Linked DNA regions of Anser cygnoides: region 1 is linked to region 2. The links are chromatin contacts, called in public Hi-C maps. All regions are on one chromosome and are shown on one strand. The core of a region is the stretch at or near the end of the contact, and the rest is flanking DNA. Distances in the headings are between cores, read along the strand shown. Region 1 has its middle 7.5 kb from the start of ARHGAP42. Region 2 overlaps ARHGAP42 (Rho GTPase activating protein 42).

Region 1 (7,420 bases), core at 3,856-6,355, 130 kb after region 2:
CATGGTCTACTGAAATAGTACACAACACCTTTTTCTGACACATTAATGACTACACTAGTACACTACCCCTTTAACATCGTATTTGTCTATCTCATGACCAAATTATGTCTGTGAGTTTACTAATCCACCAAAGTCTTTCTCTACCTTTGTTTTCAATCAGCAGATTCCAAAGATAAAGCAGAAATACTCGTTGGTCCCAAACAATGTGTTTTGCATTTTAGTTCAGAACTATTATTCTAGTAATCAAGATGACTCACTTCTTACTCTATAATGTTCCATCTTCAAAATTTCCATAACCACACTGCTACTTTTGGTATCAGGATCATGTTTGGAAATATTAATGGGACCAGGACTAAAACTGTACTCAGCAACATTTACTAAGAACTTCCCTCCAGTCTGACATCCCTCCAAATAACTTACCATTATCCATTTAACTGGTTCCATATGTTTCTCAGAATGATCCATATCAGTCGTAGCTAAACTGAGAATTTCCTAACTTATAATGTATCAGATACCATGTAGAAAATCTCACTAGTTCATATATACTTCCATTCCTTCTTCTCAGAAGAAGCTTTTCTTTTTAAAGAAGATGGGTGAGTTAGCAATGACCTTTGTTTCATAAAGCTATATTTGGTCAGATGTAAACCCAACCCTAAGTTATCTTCCATTGGCAGAGAAAATGTTTATAGGTAACCTGTGAGCTTAATGAGCATTTATGCCTGTGTCTGGAGGAGGATCTGCTAAATGAGCTGTTTGGCACACCTACAGAGAAGTTAACTAACAAGAACAAAAAAATCTTCACAAAAAGATAAGTCTTACTATGTGTTTTGTGTTGGAGTTAGGTGGAATGCTAAAGAAAGCAAGGTATTTGAGGATTCTTTTGGGAAGTATAAAAGTTCCAAGTGTTACAGTGAGCAGAAATATGATAATATTTCTGATTTTTTTTTTCTTTTTTTCGTTGTCCTGAGAAGATTATGATGGTGGACCCTACTAGATACATGAAGTTTCAGGACTTTTAAAGGCAAGGTAAACTGAGGAGTAGCCGAGACATACTGAAAAAGCTTTTTTCTTGAAAACCGACAGTATGCTAGGAGAGGGTGGACTGTACTAAATGACAACTCATTTGGACAGCTCAGTAGGTAGAAGCACCAGTCCCTTAAGTAGAAGGTTTCAATAAATGAGTTACCTTGATATTACCACTAGCTGTGAAGAGATGAATGAAAAGTGAGATTTTTTTTTCTGTACCCTGGGGAACCTTGTCCTGTTTCATCCACTTCTATGTTTGTTATTCTAAGCTTGTCCTAAAATCTTACGTGTTAATGAGGTCAGATCAATTATCATAGATTTCTCCTTCATCTTCTTAAATGTAAATACTGAGCTCAAACTTCCAGTTAATGGCCCCACTGACTCTAGATGATCTCTTGGGCATATTCTTATCACAGTCTTATTATCTAGATTGCCTGGGGATGGAAAAGGAGAGGTGTGTATTGGTACTGCTTACTGCAGTGTATGTTTCTACTCATACTCTATACTCTACACATGCAGTCCCCAGTTTTATGATTCTACTTAGTTCTGTTAGTTTTGCTGTTAATGCAGACAAGGACGGTGAGTGACTCTCATCTACAGGGGAATATTTTAGAATAGAGAGTCTGCCAAATACCTTGTTATTTCTTCTGCCCAATGTGCATAACTGTGGGAAAATTACTTACCGAGTTGTGTGGCGTTGCTCTGTCTTCTGAAAACTGCTGCTTTCCCTTGAGAGAGTGCAGGATCATAGGCAAGAGACTGCAAGGACACTGATGCTTATGAGTCCACTTGAGTTGCTCAAGGGTGCAAGATAAGCTTTTTACCTATATAGTCCAGAGAATATTAATAGAATCAAAAACACCACTCGAGCAGAGTACAGAGTTTACGTAGTATTTGAATCTGTTTTAGCTTCTCTAAAGATCTTGTTTTATCTAAGTTTCCAGTTGGTTTCTTCATGGGAATTGTCAAGATTCCCAGTAACTTGCTAGGAAGAATGCTATTAAAAGTTTTCAGTTTCTCCTTATTAAAGTAAGATTCTAGATGCTAGGTTTATGTTGGCTAACACTGACAAGTTGTGTTCCTCTCCCCCCGCTCCCCAATTGAACTTAAATAAAAATGAACTAAGGAAGTAAGTCTAAATTACATAATTCCTTGTATGTATGAACTGAAAGTGATACTACTCTCTAATTTGGAATATAATCTCCATGTTGTTAACTGATCGTTAAATGATATAGCTGCCAAAGTTTTTGTTGTTGTTCTTGTTTCTGCAAGTTAACATTGTTAGAGGAGGTGAGCAGTTAACCAAAATCATAGCTCAGAAGTAAAAAACTGTAATTTAGTATGTACTGACTCCTGTTATCCTAAGATATTGGTCTCTGTGTACAAAGGTCCACTAGCACCTCCATTCCTATCAGTGTTTCAGATTGTAATCAATAATTACAGATCAATAATATTTCTTGAAAAACCTCCAGTCCTTTTAATAGGTAAGTTAGTTCCAAGCGGTTTGGAGAAGCTTCAAACAGCAAAGTTCAAAGCTAAAATTAAAAATAATGTTTAGTAACTCCTATGCTGTGTTTGTTTAATCTTCCTGTTTGAATATTCCCTAATTGGTATGTTTCTGTCTTCTGGTATTCTCAAAATGGCATTTACCTGAAGAAATAGGTGCTTAAAAACAAGTGATATCCAGACACTTGGACTAGCAGCTCCCAAATCCCAAATAGGATTGATACAGTACAAAAGACCGAGCAAACAAAGGCTACTCAACATTCTACATGAAACAGTACGTATGGCAACTTAAAAATCACAGCAATGTAACAAGGACTAGCAGTTTCACTTATAACTTACATCTTAGTAGCTAAAGTATTTGCCTGCAAAGTGGGAATGCTAGATGTTAGGTTCCTGCAGTCTTGATTCACAGTGTCAGTCTCTAGAGGGATGAATCTTCAGAAAATTCCTTGCCTGACATTTCTTAGTGATTGCTTTAGGGAGCTCCACTCAGCATGGAAATTCTTTGGACCACACCAAAGTCTTTTGGTGTCTATATTATCATGCAGATAACTTACATACATTATTATAGTATTATTATGCAGGTAACTTACATATATTATTTATGGTAGTTTATTGGATATAAGTAAGTAAACAATAGGATTTTAATAGTCATCACTGAGGTGAAAAGCAAAAAATTCAATTTTAACATTGGTATGCAAAATTATCCTTTCACATCCAGAATCTGGTTCCATAATGGGATGTCACCCTTGCTAGCCTCTTAAGTTGTATCTCTGGATGAACACAAGAGGAGAAACTGGTATAGTCATATGTAAGCAAATTTTGGTCCTGCTGTTAGTCAACTGACTTCATGTCTGCCCCAAATAAAAACTGGGTGATCATGTGGTACTAGATAATGTAAAAGACAGGGTATATTCAGCTCAGACCTGTACTAATACCTTTACAACAATGCTTGGATCAAATTAGATTTCTCTGGTTCCTGCTGACTGTACAGACATTGAGAGAAGGGAATAACAGAAGATTCCTGAAGGAAGCTCAGTCACTTTGGAAGATCATGGGAAAGAGGATGCCACAGAAAATATAGCATGAGAGAGAAAATGGACAGACATCTCTGCTGTCTTCTTTACTGTACATTCCTCTGTTGTATGGAAACTAGAGAGACAGCAGTTGCAGCCATGCTGTGTAGTGATAGATGGCAACTGGTAGAGGACTGCACATAAAGTCTTTGCTATGTTTCTTGGCTTTAAGGAGCAGAACCTGATCTGCTAATACACAGTAGTGAGACAACATCATTTTTCCCATCTAGTAATTTCATCGCATGATTTGCAGGTGCATAAGACCTTTAAAGGAAAGGCCTTTATTGATTTCTGACTAATGTCCATACTTCACTATATGTAAATTTAAAGTAGTAGTGGTAATCTGCATTATGTGTAAATCAGTGGAAAAATAGACTAATTTATTCTTGCTGTGTCAGTGAGATACGACATAAAAATTGGTAGGGCCAAGATGTATGTATGGATGTATTGCATTAGTTGCCATTCACTGGACAATTTTAGTCATTAGTATTCAGAACTCTCTGCCACTTAATTTGCATTTAGATTGGCTCAACAGATAACTGGAAAAAAAAAAAAAGGTATATTATGGTATAGTTTCATCAAGTTTTTCTGGGAACTTTGGGATCTGCTAAGGAATCAGGCTGACTCCAGTAACAATTCTTGATAGTGGGCACTTGCATCAAGTAAGTTATGCTCATCATTAATATCTCCTCTGTGTGGACAGAACACAGCTGACATGCCCATTCAAAGGACAAGTCACATAATGCAATGATAGCATTTTGCCAAGTAAAAGGCTGGACTCAGTTCCAAAAGATAAATCTAGATTTGGCCAAGTTAAACACTGCGATAGAAATGTTGGATGACACATGAACTACTGATTTACCAAACGCTACCTCTGCCCCAAAGGCTAACTTTAATTATAGAAAAATTAATGTAGAAAGTAATGCAATTCAAGATTGAGAAAATATCTAGCAATCAAATGCCATTTTTGAAAAAAACAAACAAACAAAAAAAGAAACTTTCTTTCTCATTGTTCTAAACACATGTTCATGGAGGTAGATAAACCAGAAACTAAATCAATAATTTGTTTACCTGGATGCCTTTGCTTGTAACTCTCTGTTATTGTTGCATAATGACCCCTACTTACACGTAAGTGTGATTTTAACTTTGGAATCACTAAATGTCTAACAAAGTTACTGCTGCAGCCCCTTAGCATCTACTGAGTCAACATCAGAGATAATTGTGAAGTTGTTCTTGCCCTTGGTAAGCATAAAGGAAAACTATCAGACTCTGAAACACTAGTGAGTAAGTAGTGATTCAGGAGAAATCCAGCTATTTTGCTGGGTTTGGAGGGGAGTAAGCACAGCAGTGGAACTTCGGCAGCCATTCCAGTATAAGTTGTCCCCAGCACATCAGAGGTCACAAGATGCTTCCATTGTAAACATTAGTGAGCTGCTCAGAGCTGCTGGTAAGTTTAAAAAAAAAAAAACAAAACAAAACAACAGGGTCATGGTAAGTGCTTTATATTTTCCATGTAAAAGTCCCCTAAAGCTCTGCTTTTGCACATGCTGAGAAATGTCTACAGCTAAATAGTTCTGAGTTTAGTTCATCCTCAAGTTCTGCTGAAATCCAGGAGCAAGGTATTCTTTATGGCAAATAAGGGCAGAATAACTTCCCTCTAGGGATTAAAAGTAATTACGATGGGTTCTAATCTTTCTCTTCTCTAAAAATGAATCAGTCAATTTATGTGAAAGCCACTGAGTAGCAGTCCTAGGGTGAAAAACACAGGCTGTGACTCTGGGTGTGTAGGTCAGGTTTAGAACAAAATACATGCAATGAAATATATATATATATATATGTTCTAGCAGATAGGGAAAGTGAGACAGAATTAAGTGCCAGAAGCAAGTTACTTGCATAAGTTTATCTACACTTGAACATTTACTAAAATACCTATCATAGAATAGCAGTGTCCCCTTGAGGATTTACAGCAAAATGATCACACTAGAATAAATTAGGGATAACTATTTTAGTAAATCTTCAAATGCATAGATGATATACAATGCAGAAGTAAACTTCCCAAGAATATTTTAACTAAACATATTCTTCCTTTATCTGCGGAGCTGTTTTTAACATTTTTTTTTCCATTTGCTATACAACTGATAATAGCTCTGAGGTGGGTTTTTCCCTTCTTCCTCTAAAATATGTAAGTTACATTATAATTTCCAAGAAATTGAAGTGTTTACTGCCAAATAGTAGGAAAGTGCTTCTTGTTTTAGTATAAAACCCATATCAAATAGTTAGTGAAGTCTGTTTTTCATGGCTACATCTGTGAATGCACAACAGATCTTCATGTGAACAACGGAAATGTGCACTTTCTTTGAACTCTGTCCCCTTTTTCATCAGCGTTTCATTTTTTTGTTTAATTCTTTATGTTTTCATTACTTTAAGGGAACAACAGTGTAGCCCTCCTGTAGACAGTGGAATAGCTATGTTTCCTTGTGCTATAATATACAGAGTAACTTGCTTTGTTTGAGTTAAAATCCTGTTGATTTTGTAGTTCTTTAAAACAAAACAAAACAAAACACTTTTTTTGTTATAACTGACTTTTATGAGTTGCAGTTTCATCGAGTTTATAACCAGAAATTTATTGATAATCATGTGAAATACATTATTAATATTTAAAAATAAACAAGACATCTAAAAAACTATGGAATTAGGCTTTTGTAGCTAACCTGGGTAATTCTTCATGTAATTGATAAAGACTCAAAGTTGAAAATCATCTGGAAGTGTTGAAATTAAGTTTGCTATGATATATAAAATCCAGGTTAGTTTTCATTTTTCATGTCAGTAACATAAATTGGAGCATTATTCAGTGATTAACCCACATCTGGGAGAAGAGAGAGAGAAGATACCTGTTTAAGTCTGTCCCCAACCTCTGGTGCACTCTACTGGGTTTGGCTGGGATGGAGTTAACTTTCCCTGCAGCAGCCCATACAGTGCTGTGCTCTGCACTTGTAGCTAGAACAGCATTGGTATCACACCAGTATTTTGTCTACTGCTGAGCAGTGTTGGCACAGCATCAGGACTCCCTCCTGAGCCAGTATGTTGAGGGTGCACAAGAGGTGGGGAGGGGACATCGCCAGTGCAGCTGATCCAAACCAGCTAAAGGGATATTCCATACCATATGTTGCCATACTTGGCAATAAAAGGTGGGAAAGGGCAAGAAGGAGGGGGTCTTTCATTATGAAAACCTCTGTCCTCCCAAACAACCACTGTATGTATTGTGGCCCTGCTTCCCAAGTTGTGGCTGAACATTGCTCATTGATGGGAAGTAGAGAATAATTGTTTTTTCTCCCTCTTTGCTTCTGTGTGGTCTTTGCTTATTTTTTCTCTTTCTTTTCCTTTTAATTAAATTATCCTTATCTCAATCCATGAGCCTTTTATCTTTCCCATCATACTTTCTCCCCACCCCTCATCTTTTGAGGAGAGGGAGTGAAAGACTGGTTGTGGTGGAGTTTATGCCCATCAGGATGAAACTACCACATACACATGGCCCACAAAGCTATCAGATATTGCTCAGAGCCATGGGAAATTAAGTTGAGATTGAAGTTATAGCTAGTCTATTTTGCTGTTTGATGTAGAGTTACTTGCTTGTGGTCCTCGTCTACCACTGGGATTATGTAAATGATACTGGCTGAAGACAGATACCTTTGACAGACAGCAGATGCTCCTAATCAGGAATTCTAAAATTAAACTAGAGGTTGATAAAGGTTATGTATTTTGTTGTTCTCCCTTCCTCATATTGGAGAATGAATATTGTGTAATTTATTGTA
Region 2 (7,352 bases), core at 2,351-4,850:
GGAAGACAATATCCATGATGGTTGGACCAGATGATCTTGGAAGTCTTTTTCAACCCTAATGATTCTATGATTATCTATGATTCCATGAAGATAGGAGTGACATTTGCTTTCCTCCATTCTTTTGGTCACTTCTCCTACTTGCCATGACTGAGCAAAGATTATAGAAAGCGTCCTCACAATCACATCTGGCAGCTCCCTCAGCACTCGTAGGTGCATCCTATCAGGGCCCATGGACTTGTGAATGTCCAGTTTGCTCAAGTGTTCCCTCGCCTGATCCTCTTCCACCAAAGATGCATCTTGTTTGCTCCAGCCATTCAGCCTGGCTTCTGTAACCTGGGATTCCTGAAGGCCAGTCTTGCTGGTAAAGACTGAAGCAAAGAAGGCATTCAGTACCTTGGCCCTTTCACTGTCCCAGGTAACCAGGTTTCCTGTTTTCTTCAGTAGAGGGCCCACATTTCCCCCAGTCTTCCTTTTGTCACTGAGGTACTTGTAGAAGCCCTTCTTGTTGCCCTTGATGTCTTTGTCCAGACTCAATTCTATCTGGGCTTCAGCTTTCCTAACTACATCCCTGGCTGCTTGGACAACCTCTCAGGTTACCTGTCCTGGCTTCCACCCTCTGCAGACTTTCTTCTTGTGTTTGAGCTTGGCCAGACCAAATTTTCATCCACGCAGACCTCCTGGCATTTTTGCCTGACTTCCTCCTCATCAGGATGCATTGCTCCTGACCTCAGAGAAGGTGATCCTTGAATATTAACCAGCTTTCTTGGATCCCTCTTCCCTCCAGGGCTTTATCCCACGGTACTCTACCAAGCAGATCCTTGAAAAGGACAGAGCCTGGTCTCCTGAAGTCCAGGATGAGCTTGCTGTGTGCCCTCTTTGCTACCCAAAGGATCTGGAATTCCAGCATTTCACAGTCACTGTAGCCAAGGTTGTCTTTGATCTCCACATTCCCCACCAGCGCATTCTTGATAGTAAGAATGAGGTCCAGTATAGCACCTCTCTTCATTGGCTTCCCTTGTCACGTGGAAAAAGTCCCTCCAGGAGATGTCAGCATGGTTGAAGTCCTCCATGAGGACCAGAGCTTGTGAATGTGAGTCTGCTCCTGTACGTCTGCAGGGGGCCTCACTTGCTTGTTCTTCCTGGTCAGGTGGCCTGTAGCAGACTCCCACTATAATGCCACCTAGCCCTGTCTTCTCTTTAATCCTTACAATCGGCTCTCTGTCAGCTCCTCATCCATCCCCAAGCAGAGCTGCAGGCACTCCAGCTGCTCACTGACATAGAGGGAGATGCCCACTCCTTGTCTCCCCAGCCTGTCCTTCCTAAAGAGCCTGTATCCTTCCATTCCAACACTCCAACCATGGGAGCCATCCCACCACATCGCCATAATGCCAATAAGATCATAGCCCTGCAAGTACATAGAGCTCTCTAACTTACTGTTATTCCCCACACTGTGCTACTGTACAGGCACTTAAGAGAATTACCCTGGCATGTTGTGTTCCCAGAAGATGTTTGGTGGATTTCTCCATAATGCTCCTTGCAGGTTAGCAAGGAAATACCTACAAGTGCTGGAGGTGACCCCTCTCAAGGTTGTTGATATCACATCATTGATTTTGTGATCCCCTCCTTTCACATCACTCCATGCCCTTTGTTCAGCAGCCCTCTGCATTGTTCACACACTGAGATTAACACTAATGAAACATTTGTATTTCGATGGAATAGCTAAAATAATGTTTTGTAATTTTATAGCCTCATCAGTTCCCCAGCACAGCAAGACATTTCACACCTTTTAACGTAGAAAGTGCAGCAGCTTGACGGATGAGAAATGACGCAGGTCACTGGACAGAGGAGCTAAAATGATGACTTGCTTCTGCTGGACCAAAATCTTACTCTCACATCCCAGTTCCTTCTCTCTTTCCCCATTCAGCTTCATCATGCACCCCTCACATCCTTCTGCCAGCCCTGGTCACTGAGTCCTTCAGTGAGCATATCTCTGACTCAGAAAGCCAGTTCTTCTGCTGCATTAGAAAGTTAAAACTGCTTGAGGTTTACAGACCATCAGTACTGCATAAATATGTGTGAAGGCATGGCTGGGTGAAGGACTTCCCCCTTGGTTTTTACTGATACTGTAGGATGAGATAAAACTATGGCATCACAGAGCCTGAAGAACTGAGAAAATCCTTGGACATAAAAGCCAAGGGTCCTCTACAATGGGTGTGAGCTCCTGAACTACATCCCACTACCAAACAAACAACACAGGCAACCCAGCAGAGCGCTCCACATCTTGGATAAATCATCTCAAATTTAAATGACCATCTGCCCAGCTGAAAGCATTATCTCAGCTAATGACTGGTCCTGAAAGTCCCTTACTGGTTATTCGAGTAGTTCTGAGGAAGGTCCAAATATGACAATCTATCTTAAAAAGCTCCAATTATGTAAACTGCTGTAAAAAGTTCTATAATTTTAAGGTTTATAATGTAATTCTAACTCTTTAAAAAGAAAAACAATTTTCATTTTTTATGAATAAAGTCTAAAACAAATAAGTAAATTGTAACTAAGAGTCTGCTCTGGCTCCAGCTGTGCAAAGCCCCCACTCATAGTACAAATCCAGTTACTCATCACCTACCCAACCACAGCCCCTTCAGATACAGCTGCATAACTATTCCTGTGCTTACTCAAACTTGTTTCAGTAAAAAATGAAGGGGATTAAGTTAATGTGTAATTATGAGTTCAGTGCTAAACCCATCCCTTTTACCAGAAGACCTGCAGGAGTACTGTGAGCACCCACCAAAACTGCAGCCAGAGCAGGCTGTTAAGGCACACTAAAATTTCAGTAAAAGAGCTAGTGGTAGAAAGATGCAGTATGTCAGCTGGTATCTGAATTTTAAAGATCAATTTAAAATGCATTTCTAAAGAACATAACTACAAACTGTTTAAATTTCAGCTTGAATACTGAAAGAAAACCAGCTTCCATTCTACAAACAGCTTTTACTGAGTGCATGGGAAAATACTGGGAAGGAAAAGATTTAGCACTAGATGGCAGCAAAGATGAATTTATTAGAAAGAAAAAGAAAAAAAAAAGAGGAAAAAAAAAAACAACACAACCAGAGCAAAAACCAAAAACAACACCACCACAGAAAAATCAGAATGTATTTTGGTGAAAGTCCTGTTCAGCTATTCTGGCAGTTGTGCATTGCAGAGGGTGTGCATTGAGAATCTCCTGGTCAAATACTCTCTGAGCACTTTGAAAAAGTGGAATAATAAAAGAAAAGTAAAAACATGTTTGTTTTATGCAAGTCCTACTCTAATTTATTCAAGTTCTGTTGAAACAACTGATACTGAGTGAGGATGGTATTTGCTGCTACTTATGTTCCTCTAGTGGTGGAAGAACAGAGGGACAGAAAGCACCTAGGGCCTGTGCTGTGTGGTATTTTCCTAATTGCTTCCATCATCACAGGCATAGCCATAGCATTACATGGAGGAGATCTAAAAGCCAAGGACTTCCACCCCAGGCTTGTGCTCACAGTGGGGTTTTTTTGCTGCTGATGTTACAAGAGGCACTGCTGCTAAGTCTAGGCTCATAATTTTAAGGGGATTTATTTTAAAGGATGGAAAAGAAAAACAGCCTTTTTTTTTTTCCCTCTCCAGTGTATTTCAAGGTGGTCTTCACATGTTAAGAGCTGACTGATTTCACCAAACATCACATGTAATGTTTGTATCATCAGTTTGACAAGCTGCACATACCTTGCAGTTACCTCGTTCTGAGTACCTAATCGGTCACGTCAACAAAAACTGAGGACTGAGCTCAGTAACACAATGCTACTCACTGTCCAAGGGCTGTGAGGATTTCAACACAGAACCTGAAACAAAATCCAGCTACTTCTTGAGACTTTATTTATTTTTATGTAGAGCTGGTGACCTCAAGACTGCCTGGTCATTTCATTCTCACAGGAAGGAGACTGTGCTTAGGTTTCGGATAGGAGAGGAATTTAACCTTTGGCCTGCAGCACATCAGCCAAAAGTCCCTGTCTCCTCAGTTTCATTTTATTTATAAGTAAATAGCACCAGAAGGTACTTCTCCATCAGATTGAAGTGAATGTAGTTAATAATGTAGAAAATCCAAGAAAGGAGAAATCGAGTTTAACATCCACAGTCTCTTTGGACTAAAAAGTGAAGTTGCATGTACTGCATGCAATTACTGACATTTTTTTTTTCCCCTTTAAATAAACACTCTTGGGCTTTTGTGGCGGTTAACGGACCACCCCTCACATTTCAGCTCACTGCGTATGAACTCTGTGCCCTGATTCCTGCAGGCCAGGAAGGCCCTGGCATCACTGAGGGACAGAGCAGAGCTCAGGGCAGGAGGTTGTATTTCCCTCTTAAGCACAACATCCTCAGAAAGCTGTACTATTTTTGATGACCTTCTCTGGGCCCACATGGGCAAGGCCGGGAGCAGAGATAATTGTCACTTCTTTTGTTTTTTAACTGCAAGGTAAATTTTAACAATAATTTGTCTTTGAGAAAGCAAAAGTTTAAATTCATGATCTGTGTGAAAAGCTTATTCTTTTCCTTGAAAAAAAAAAAATCTAGGAGGATCACAAAGAGGCAGCCACCCATTACTCATACCCTCATGAACATCATGAGACCAGACGCACAGAAGAGCAGAGAAATCCAGGGCCTGAGGACCAGCTGCAGAAGCCTACACTAAATGCCACTATCCTCTATGCAGAGTACGAATCATTAACATCTCGTGCCTCCCAGTCCTTCCCTACTGCCCTCCAGGAAGAAACATTCTCTACTCTCACCAACTTCTACTGTCCTGTGCATAACCCACCTGGCAGTTTTCGCTGGGTGACCTATCCCAGTCTATTTCCCAGGGAATCCTTATCTTTGGGCATGGACAAACTGAAGATGCTGGAAGGAGCTCCAGCAGATAATTTTAAATTCTATTCTCATGTCATGAACTTGCCTCTCTTCCACATGGGCATGACAATTCCCTCTTTCACCACACTAATGGCATTTCTTTGATGTTGTTAAGACCCCCTTCCAAAAGTCTACTAGTAGTATGTCAGACTGAGAAATGTACTGGGACACAACACTGAGCTGACAAATCAGACCTAAGCAGCACCTGCACCAGAATGCCCCACAACCAGCAGAGCTCATGAGGAGGAATGTCTGTATATGCACACAACCAGGCTTTTTCTAGCATCTGAACATCTTTAGAGCACACAGAGGAAAATGAGTAATATGGTAATTCCTTCGATAGCAGATTTTAAAGTGTTAGGCTCTGTCCTTATCTACTTGCATCTAGGTGCACATGCTCATAATTCATAAATCACCAGGCATTTTTACAAAGTCTATATTGAAGACTGATTTTTTTTTTTTTCCTTCATCCCATGGTATTGCTGATGTGCACTATATTTCACTTGGCATACTTTGCCTTGTGGGTTTCTGTAAATGTTTTTTTTTTTTTTTTTAAATTCCAAAACCTTGTACGAAACAGACTAGAAACAAAAAAAGTAGGAATTTTGGAGATTCAAAGTTTTATAACTGATGCTAAAACTTAAGCTCTATTTACATTCAGTTTGATTATAAACAATATACACTAGAGCCAGAAGACACTTCCCACAAGGGCTATCAGTACCCAGTCATCATAGTTTTTCCTGCACCTTGCTCTGGAACATCAAGTAATGGCCTGTGTGTAACAAACAGCACACTGGGCCAAACAGCCTACTGATCAAACACAGGATGGCAACTGATCTACCCCAAGTAAATTTCACCTACTGGATGCATACACCTGGTGACAAAAATACCCAGGTCCACAACACAGAGTCTACCGGCAACCTCCCCTGCTTGTCTGCTCAGTATCAGCACTGATGCACTAATAAATCTCTCTTTCATTTTGGTAACTGATAGCTGCTGCTGTGGTGGCTGACATATTGTGAGGACAGCTCTTGGTCAAAAGAATAAAACTCTGTATCTCCAGCTATAATATACAGAATTAAATTTATTTCTTCCTCTCTGTCTAGCACATAGGATGAAAGATGCCCTATTTTAACTACACAGAATTGCACAACAATATTTCCTGATGTGCCATGCCTTCTCAATACAGCAAGTTTCTACTACTTTAAAGGAGCATAAAGTCTCCTATACAAGGGTCAGAGCTAGGTCAAGTTTGCTAGATTTTTCCAGGATGTGAGAGTTTTACAGAAGGAGACAGAGAGACACACTCTGGATTAATCTGTGACAGGTAGAAAAATGTTCTTATTTAGGAATCTAAGCAAAGTTTTAGTCTCTAAGATTTGGCAGCTGCATGCCATAAAGATAGGATTTCTGTAAGTACTGCTTGCTGAATTCAGGTTCATTAGTTTGCATCAATGTCAAACATTCACTATACAATACATTCTCATCTCATAGGAGGAATGCATCTGAGAAGCTCTACTTGGTGACAGTGGGTGTTAGAGATGTAATTCAACCTGTTTCAGTCAAGAGTGCAGCTTCGGTTAGTTACAGGGGAGCTAGAAGATGGTGTGGAGACAGAAAAAGTTATGCTTGTCATGTTCCTTTTTCACAAATGATGTTCTGCTCTGCTCAGAATGCTTAACAGGAAGGGACAGACGACACTAGAAGTTCTCTGTCAAGGCCTACAGGTGCTAATAAATAAGGCAAATGGCAAGCTAGTCCTCCATGACATGAACAGTATTAATACTACTAATATGCCATAGAAATATGCTAGCACGTCGCACTGAAGCAGCTTCTGGTTCTGATCAACCTGGCAGGTCTCTCTGGGGTGTGGTGCAGTCCAGGAGGAAATCCCAGACGTGAAATCCCATATCTAAACATGGACTTTAGAGCGTAACTTCATCCTCCTCTTTTTGGCATGTCAAGGTATGGTTTCTTTTTTATGCATGGTAAACTAAAGACAAATGACTTCACCAGCAAAACGGAAATACACCCATCCTATAGAACTGATTTTTCACGTTATTTCATGTATAAGTTGGAAAAACAAACATATATGCTGCCTATGTGGAATATATGAATCCAAAAAACTAGCTCAAAATTTCAGCCATGAAACCATGATATTAGGAAATACCCAGTAAGTGTTGCACAGACAAAACATTACATGTTGTCCCATTAAAATGTTAGGCACACTCCAAGTCATTTGACATTTCACTTCATAGTAAATATGATACTCTTACATAAACCTTTAATAACCACGGAAAATGCCCAAGCCTAGACCTTAATGCCTCTCTATACGCAAATGAACTGTAATCACAATTTAAAAAAAGAGACAAAAAATAGATATTTTGTATTAAATTTCCAGCTTTAAATAAATGCATTCTAAATTTTGTACG

The links. Hi-C and Micro-C count contacts between places; a contact is called where the count stands out from the background.
Region 1: a contact with region 2 is called in a Hi-C map of liver, with 2.6 times the contacts expected there. The contact joins two enhancer-like sites. A contact is called at or near these places in 3 of 7 Hi-C or Micro-C datasets (granulosa cells and liver).

What each region holds. Positions count from the first base shown.
Region 1 is chr1:198,285,731-198,293,150 of Taihu_goose_T2T_genome, forward strand. No RefSeq gene overlaps it. Among named protein-coding and RNA genes, the nearest start is that of ARHGAP42, 7.5 kb to the left of the region's middle. Within about 2 kb of position 5,106, at least 1 of the 3 cell types and tissues checked has open chromatin away from gene starts, as enhancers often do. A contact at or near this core is called in liver, where this site is marked.
Region 2 is chr1:198,158,826-198,166,177 of Taihu_goose_T2T_genome, forward strand. The region is part of intron 6 of ARHGAP42 (Rho GTPase activating protein 42); the gene reads right to left. Among named protein-coding and RNA genes, the nearest start is that of PGR, 100 kb to the left of the region's middle. Within about 2 kb of position 3,601, at least 1 of the 3 cell types and tissues checked has open chromatin away from gene starts, as enhancers often do. A contact at or near this core is called in liver, where this site is marked.